2 separate regions of the Gossypium hirsutum genome follow, and region 1 is linked to region 2. The links are chromatin contacts, called in public Hi-C maps. All regions are on one chromosome and are shown on one strand. The core of a region is the stretch at or near the end of the contact, and the rest is flanking DNA. Distances in the headings are between cores, read along the strand shown. Region 1 holds the start of LOC107939078 (ABC transporter B family member 15). Region 2 has its middle 32 kb from the start of LOC107939071.

Region 1 (3,943 bases), core at 444-2,943, 53 kb after region 2:
ACCAAATTAATCAAAATAAATAATATATTATTTAAAGTTATTTCTAATGTCTTATTTGTTGTTTTTACCTCTATTTAAAGTTTTTTAAACTATTAAACAAAGAAAATGAACATTTAGCAATGTATTTTTTTTATGTTTTATATTTGTTTTAATCAAAAGATAAAAACATACAAATTTCGGTTAATTCAATTAACCGACCGAATTAATCGAAATATTTCAATTTGGTTAATATATTTTCAAAAAGTCTCGATTCGATTAACAATTAAAAACTTTTATATTTCAAATAATTCAATTAATAATAATTCGATTCGACTAATAATAGAATCCACCGTTTGAAATATCCCTAAATACAATGGCATGCAACTCTTTCAACTCTCTGCAATGCCGGCACAAGGGTCTCCACGCCTCAACTGCAACAAATGTCATCCCTATTCAACTTCCTGCCACCGATTTGGTCCTCTAAGTGTTACGAGGAAAGAGGTTTTAGATTATGGTTTCGATGCTACCATATGGGATTCGGATCGCTGCGGATTTGGATATCCGCCATTAATAATTCTCTTAAACTTTGATTATAATTTAAATATACAATTTATAAAAATTTAATAAAAATAATATCTAAAATTAAATCTGATAAATTGCACCTAAGATCATTAAAATCAGTACATTTACATCTTGATCACTCAATTTCAAAAGATTACAAAATGATTATTAAATATATTCGAAAAGTTGCAAAATGTCATCAGAGACATCTTATTCTCATATGTTTTGGAATTTTTCCGCCTTGTTTTTTAAATAATTTTTAATTTTTTAAATAAATTTTATAATTTTCTATAAATTTTAAATAATTTTTATTCTTTTTGCATTTTTAACAATTTTTTGAATTCTCAAAAAAATTTTAACAATTTTCTATTATTTTCTTAAATTTTAAATAGATTTTAGCATTTTTTAAAATTTTTTAAATAATTGCTTGCATGACATGCATGTAGAGGTGTCCATGGGTCTGGCGGCCTGGCCTGGCCCGATGGCCCACCTGAAATATGGGAGGGTTCGGGTAAAAATATAGGCCCGAAATATGGGTTTGGGCAAAAAAAACTAGACCGGTTTAGAAAACGGGCTGGGCCTCGTGCACCACTTTTTTGGCCGGACCGGCCCGAATATAATAAATATATTTTTTTAATTTTATTAATTTTAAAATACTTTTTTATTATTTTTTATTTTTAAAATAAATTTTTGGTGTATATTAAAAAAATGGGCCGGGCCGGACCCGACTCGTGCTTAAGAATTTTTTCTCGAGCTGGGACTGGACAAAATTTCAGACTCATATTTCGGGTCAGACCAGGCCCGAGCCTAGGACGCGGGTCGAAATCTTTTTTTGAGACAGACCCAACACATGGACACCTCTACATGCATGTAGACTATTACGTGAATTTCACGTTAGTATAGTTTAGTATATGTTAACTTTTTTATCCATTTAAGGATGTTTTGACAAAAAAAATAGTTGACAGATTAAAATTAAATGAATGATTAAAATAATTTGTTTCATAAAATTAGAGAGTCAAATAAATTATTATATTACTATTTAAAATTGATTAAATGATATTCTTTTTAAAAATAGGATAGTGGTTAAATGGTTGACAGCTATCTTCCACCGAGTTTTTAACATTATTATTTTCTCCCCATAAATGCAGCACCCACTTTTCAAGTTTTATACTACTAATAGTTTTCCTTTTCACATTTCCTGGTCAATTCTCCGTATTCCGTGTAGTGTTTAGTTTCCCTTTGTTAGGCGAGGGCGAGCAGGGGGAGAGGCGAACAGAGGGTAGGGCTTTTTTGTTTCATTTGCTTTAACTAACTTGGGCTGGGCTAGCTTAGAGTTTTTAAAAGTGGGCTTTTTTGGTCCGATCCAAGTTAATCTGGTCCAATTATGTAAAAATCGGTGGACGGTTTGCTGTTTCAACATCCATGGTCTATTTACTTTCTTTTTTTACTATTTTAGTAACCATATAAATATACCCCTTTTTTATTATTTTTCCTTTCAGTGGTTTACTCTTCACTACCAACTCAAAGCCACACAACACGAAGAATAGCTATATATACAAGACATTGCTCATGTTTCTTTCTTAATACTTGGCCAAAAGCATCACCCTGTCACTTGTTTCTCTTCTCACTTGTCTTAAAAGACAACTAGTTTTGGAGGAAAGCAAAAGCACGAAACACCCGGTACTATCCTAAGTGGTTTAGAGATTCTTTGGGTCCTGTTTTTATTTTCTTCTCAAAAGAAAAAAAAATGGGTAATGAGAAGGAGAAACTGAAGAAGATAAACGGATCCATAAGGTCAATTTTCATGCATGCGGATGATGTAGATATGTGGTTGATGACTCTTGGCTTCATCGGAGCCGTTGGTGATGGTTTTTCTACACCTCTTGTATTGCTTGTTACTAGCAAGTTGATGAACAATCTTGGTGGTTCTTCAGCTTTCACTGCAGACATGTTCATTCATAACATCAACAAGGTCTTTCTTCGTTTTTTTTTCCAAAACATACATGCAAAACAGTAAAAAGAAGGGCGTAGCCAGGCATGGGCCCCAACCCCCCTCAAAATTTTAAGACGATTCTTATTGTTTAGGCTATTTAAGATAAACAAGGGTAAAACTGCAACATTAAATTATTCTTATATCATCTAAAATTAGATTTCGTCCCTCACAATTATAATTTATATTTTACCCCTTTTCAATTTAATTCTAATAAAATTTCATTTTCATAACACTTTTAATATATATCACTTATTACTTTTTTTAGTTTTACTTTTTTTACATTTTTATTAATCAAATTAATATATATTTACTTTTGTTATTTTGTTAGTAATATTTTTTATTCAAAAATAATAAACTTAAATTATGCTTATTCTTAATATAAATTGAAGATTCCTTATTTCACTTCTTCTAAATTAATATCATTTCATGTTTTTATATCATAATATTGAATAATTTTATTATAATTTCCTAAATGTTGAGACTTCAATAGTTATAAAAAAAATTTTAGATAGTAACGAGAAGCATAATTTATAATATTTGAAAATCGAAAAAAATTATTCTAAGATTTTATGTAATATTAGTAATTGAAATACTATATAATATTTAAATATGGTGCTTTTCAGGGAAGCAGCCTTGGCCCCTAGATAATTGGTATAATGCTATTTTAGTTCCTTGCATTTATAAAATATTAAATTGAAGCCTTTTTAAAGCAATTTCTTTTTATCTTTGGCCCCCAAACTATTACAACTTTATTTTGACCTCCTAACAATAAATTTCTAGCTTCGTCCTTAGTGCTTTCTATAAAATGAGCTAGAACATATTTAAAAGGAGCTATAGAACATATGTAGATGGTGAAAGATTTTTTTTTAATTAATATAGTTGGGATGATGTCAAAAAATTTTAATTAAAAAATAAAAGAGATTTTTAAATTAAAAAATAAATCTAAAATTTTTAAAATATATATATTAAACTTGAGCCATCAAATTAGGCAAATAATATAACATAAAAACTTAGTTTTGATTTAAATTTAGATATAATGGATAATGTGTATATATAATAGTTGTACAATTGTTTTTAATTCCGCCCTCCGTAAACAAAATATTTGACTTCGCCTATGTTTCTATCTAACATGATTTGGTTTTGTGGGTGACAGAATTCAATGGCTTTATTGTATTTGGCTTGCTGGTCTTGGTTTGCTTGTTTTCTAGGTAAGTTTAAATTCATAGCATTCAATGGCTTGAAGGAATGGTTAATGGAGGCATAGTTAATGATTTTTTTTATATGTGCTTTTCTTTTGTCATTTTTCAGAAGGATTTTGTTGGTCAAGAACAGGCGAGAGACAAGCGACAAGAATGAGAGCCAGGTATTTGAAAGCTATCTTAAGACAAGATGTGGGATACTTTGATTTGC
Region 2 (4,176 bases), core at 476-2,975:
CATAGTTTTGGTGGCCAGGGAGTGAACATTCCTCTAGCACCAAATTGTCAGTTTCATATTTTTTAACAGTATTGGTTCAGTGAGAGGTAAAAACTAGATGACTAGTGAACTGATACAAACTAGTTGAATCAAGCTAAAAAAACTAGTTGAACTGATAGTCGAACCGATTTTATAATTCTTAATATTTTTTATTTTTTATTTTTAATAAGTTTTCTTTGAATCAATCAGACTAGTCGTTCTAGGAATCAATTGGTCAGACCAATTCAAAATCGACTTACTTGCTAATTCAATTAGTTTTTTTAGCTTGGTTCAACTAGTTTGTCTCAACTCACGGGTCAACTGATTTTTACTTCTCACTGGACTGATACCCCAGCTGGTTCTCAATCCAGTCGGTCTAGTCTGGTTTAAATAACATAGAATTTTTTTTATTTTTTTATATTTTTATTTTTGAATTTTAAAGAATTTTTAATTATATTTTTAAATTTTTTTATGCTTTTATTTAAAATATGAAAAAAATCCTTAAAACTTATTTTTTTTATTATACTTTTTAAGGGCATGGATCAAATTGAAAAAAACTATAAATGTTGATGGCTAAAAATGTTATTTTACTTTTGGCATCATTAACTTAAATGGCAAAATTAGACGGAGGGGCCAAGATTTTTAAATAAAAAAGTATAGAAACTCAACATCTCAAATATAAAGTATAGAGACTAAATTTCAAATTTCAAAAGAGCATATGAATCTTTGACATATTTAAACCAATAAAATAATTCGTGTAATTAAATATTAAAATTTAATTTGAAAATGAGGGAAAAGTTGTTAATGTTGAAATTCATTTTTAACAATGATTATATGAGTTAAGTATGAATCAGATATCTTTACTTACAAGTTATTTAATTATTATTAAATCTAACTCAATCAATTCCAACTATGGAATAAATTGAATACAAATATTTTAATGAAGAGATTTAGGAGTCTAACACTTTTTTTATTAATATTGAAAAGTCTCAATTCAAACTTAACAAGCTTGATAATGGAGCTTACTTTTTATTAGGTAATCAAGTTGGCTCAAATAATTTAGTTTTTATCTTGAATTTTGAGTTTTAAATTTGGTGAAAACTTCTCTTAATAATAGTTATAGTAATATGTGGAATATATAAAATATTAGTGTTAGTAAGTTATTCAAATTCACTCTTTAAAAATAATTTAAATTCAGTTAGATTATTTTTGAGTCGAACTTAAATAATTTAAACTATCAAGCGAGCTGAATTTAAATATTTTAATACTCAACATGAAAAGATTACGACTTTAATTTATATATATTTTTTAAAACTTTTAATTAATATTGAAAAATCCTAGAGTTTAAAATCTAACATGAGAATTAATGTTTTTGAGTAAACAAAATTGAGCAAACTTAATCATACAAATTTCTGCAGTTCAATTGTTATATGGAATTCAAATTTTAAAAATAAAATTCGCTCAAATTTCATTTTGTTTGAGATAAACTTGACTCAATTAGGCCACTAACATGAAGTAAGCCCACCCCTTTTTTGATGATGATGCAAGACAACAAATGGCAAAGTGTTGAACATTAATGAATCTTGAAAATCAGTGTCATATTAAATAGGAAGCAAAGAGAAATGGCAGCAGATGACTGTTGTGGACCTGTTTTTAGCACTCCAAGTAAAACATTGCTGATCTGATCTGATATGATATGATCTTCCTCCCATCTGTGTTTGAAGAGTGGATGATGTTTGGTTCAATGTAATTCGGTTAAAGTGCTTGTGGTGTTGGGGGGGGGGGGTGGGGTGGGGGGGTCCCTTTGTTGTAATCCAAAGAAAGGGACAAGACTAGACTTTGCCATTGAGAAAACCACATCTAGAAGCTCCACCATAGCTTTTATATCGCCATTTGCCAAATCCAAAACAACACCTCTATCTTAGCTTTTGCCACAATCGTTTCCGATTTGGAGAAAGACCCAGAGTTTCTTTTTACATTAATGTTTCATAAATAAATGAAATTGTAGAGCTTTCAAGATATCAATTACAACCACTCTCTTTATTCACCCACCATAATCACTTCCACCACCCACCAACTGTTTGTTAAAATAACAAAAAGAAGCTACAACTTATAAATAGGACTTTTAACTTTTTCACTTTTCTGCCTATAAGTAGACAATCTGACCTTATCACGATTAAAAAAAATGACGCACCCAATGACTTCTCGAATACCCTTAAACACTCCTTAAACAAATTTCATGATTTCATCCATCAATTCAAGCTCCAAGGAGGGAAAAGTGTTTGCTTTTTCCTCCATGGCAACTTGCCCTCCATTCTCGGCCCCTGATAGTTACATCCACTTTCAAAAGCACATTGAGGTGAATTTCATCAAAGTGGCGATTGCTTTCTGCTTTAGTATGCATCTGCCTGATGGGATTCCTCGCTAAAATTGCTAATAATTACTAATTCAATGGCGATCGAATTTACAAGACGAGCATCACACGTGCTAGAAAAAAGAGAGCAAAGCTAAGCAATCTACTGATTATTTTCATTCAATAATTGTGATGCTACGTTTTCCGAAAGGGCTACATTATCAATCTTTGATGTTTCGGTTAGCACCTAACAACTATTTGTTTATTTGATATTAAAGACAAAAGAAAATGTTCTTAATTTTGTCTAACCCGATTGCTTTTAAGGCATACTAACATATTCGATATGTAAATAACTAAGGCCAAAAAAATATTTTTATGCATAGTTATTATCTCGTCAAATCAATCACTTTGATCAAAAAAATTTTGTCTAGTTAAAGATTTACTTTTATTTCTTACCTGCCGATCGCATAGATCATCAATAAATCACATAAAAAATTATTTGAAAATTCTATTGTCACATTCTAGCACACATGTAATAAAATTTTCCATAACCCTGTAGACATGTGACATTCTACTAAAGCTCTTCATAATCTTACCACCAACTCTACCAGTAGGACATCTTTCCAAGAGAACTTATATCAAGCTTTTTATTTATATAAGCTCACTCCATTCAATCAACAAGAAAATTTTAAATACCAATACTTTACACAATTATTCTCAGATCCTCTCATCTTCTTAAACTCTCCAGATCTACTACTAATAAATTTTGACACACTATGTATCAGTAATTAGCATTGTTTGTTGTTTGTTAGAACTTGAACAATAAACTATGCCTCCCCCCAACGACAATATCCCTAACATGTATAACCAAGGAATCACATAAGATTTCCATGAACCACACGACCTAGTTGTTGCTTCTATTCCATTTATTATTTAACGCATGCAACCAACATTAACCAGTAGGCCAAGGATACTACTAGGTCAGGCTTTGATATGGTCAATTTGATTATTATGCTGGTTATTCTGGTACAGTGACCATTATTATTTTGGTTATCACCAATATCCCTAAAAGAATTACATACACCCTTGCCCCTAATATTATCATAGTTATCAAAACCAGTCACTATTCCAACAACAATGGAAATGTTGCAGCAAAATGCTCCAAGTTATCCAAGAAATTTGAGCAGGAAAACCCTAGGTTTCCTTAAGATGGGGCACTGGCTTGGTCCAATAAAATTATAAATAGTAGTGGTTATAAGATTAATCACTATAGCAGTGAGATTAAAATTAGTAGTAGAATATATGATTGGATTCGAGCGCAGTTATAGCGGTGAGATGAAACTACAAAATGACCATTAAGGACACTAAATTAAATTATATATGTAAAATGAACGCTTAAGTATTAAATTTCATAGTCAATATAAATATACTAAATTTGTATTTATTTATTAATTAAATTTTTTGTTTTATTTTTCTTATATTTATTAAACTATATAAAATTAAATATTATTAAAATAAAATGTATTAAATAAATATAATGATTTATTTAAAATAAAAATGATCAAAATTATTTTAAAGTCTTAAATAAAATTTGATAAATAATAAATAAAACTATAAGCTTTAAAATAAAAGAGGAAACTATACAAATTGTAACCTAACTATGCTCGAGTTCCTATTTTGGTCACTCAATTTTAAAAATTTTCAATTTAAGCAATTACGATTGTATTCATTCATATTTTGGTCACTCACCGTTAAATTAATAATGAAAATAATAGCGTTGCTTTTTTTTCTAACTGGTATAATAA

Evidence for each region. Hi-C and Micro-C count contacts between places; a contact is called where the count stands out from the background.
Region 1: a contact with region 2 is called in a Hi-C map of leaf, with 2.3 times the contacts expected there. The contact joins the promoter of LOC107939078 here to the enhancer-like site in region 2. A contact is called at or near these places in 3 of 34 Hi-C or Micro-C datasets (leaf and petal).

Annotation. Positions count from the first base shown.
Region 1 is chrD04:9,140,031-9,143,973 of Gossypium_hirsutum_v2.1, forward strand. LOC107939078 (ABC transporter B family member 15) reads left to right here and starts at 1,694. Exons shown (of 7, transcript XM_016872362.2): 1 at 1,694-2,512; 2 at 3,687-3,741; 3 at 3,842-3,943. The coding sequence starts at 2,288.
Region 2 is chrD04:9,087,401-9,091,576 of Gossypium_hirsutum_v2.1, forward strand. No RefSeq gene overlaps it. Among protein-coding and RNA genes, the nearest start is that of LOC107939071, 32 kb to the right of the region's middle. Within about 2 kb of position 1,726, at least 4 of the 9 cell types and tissues checked have an H3K27ac peak or open chromatin away from gene starts, as enhancers often do. A contact at or near this core is called in leaf, where this site is marked.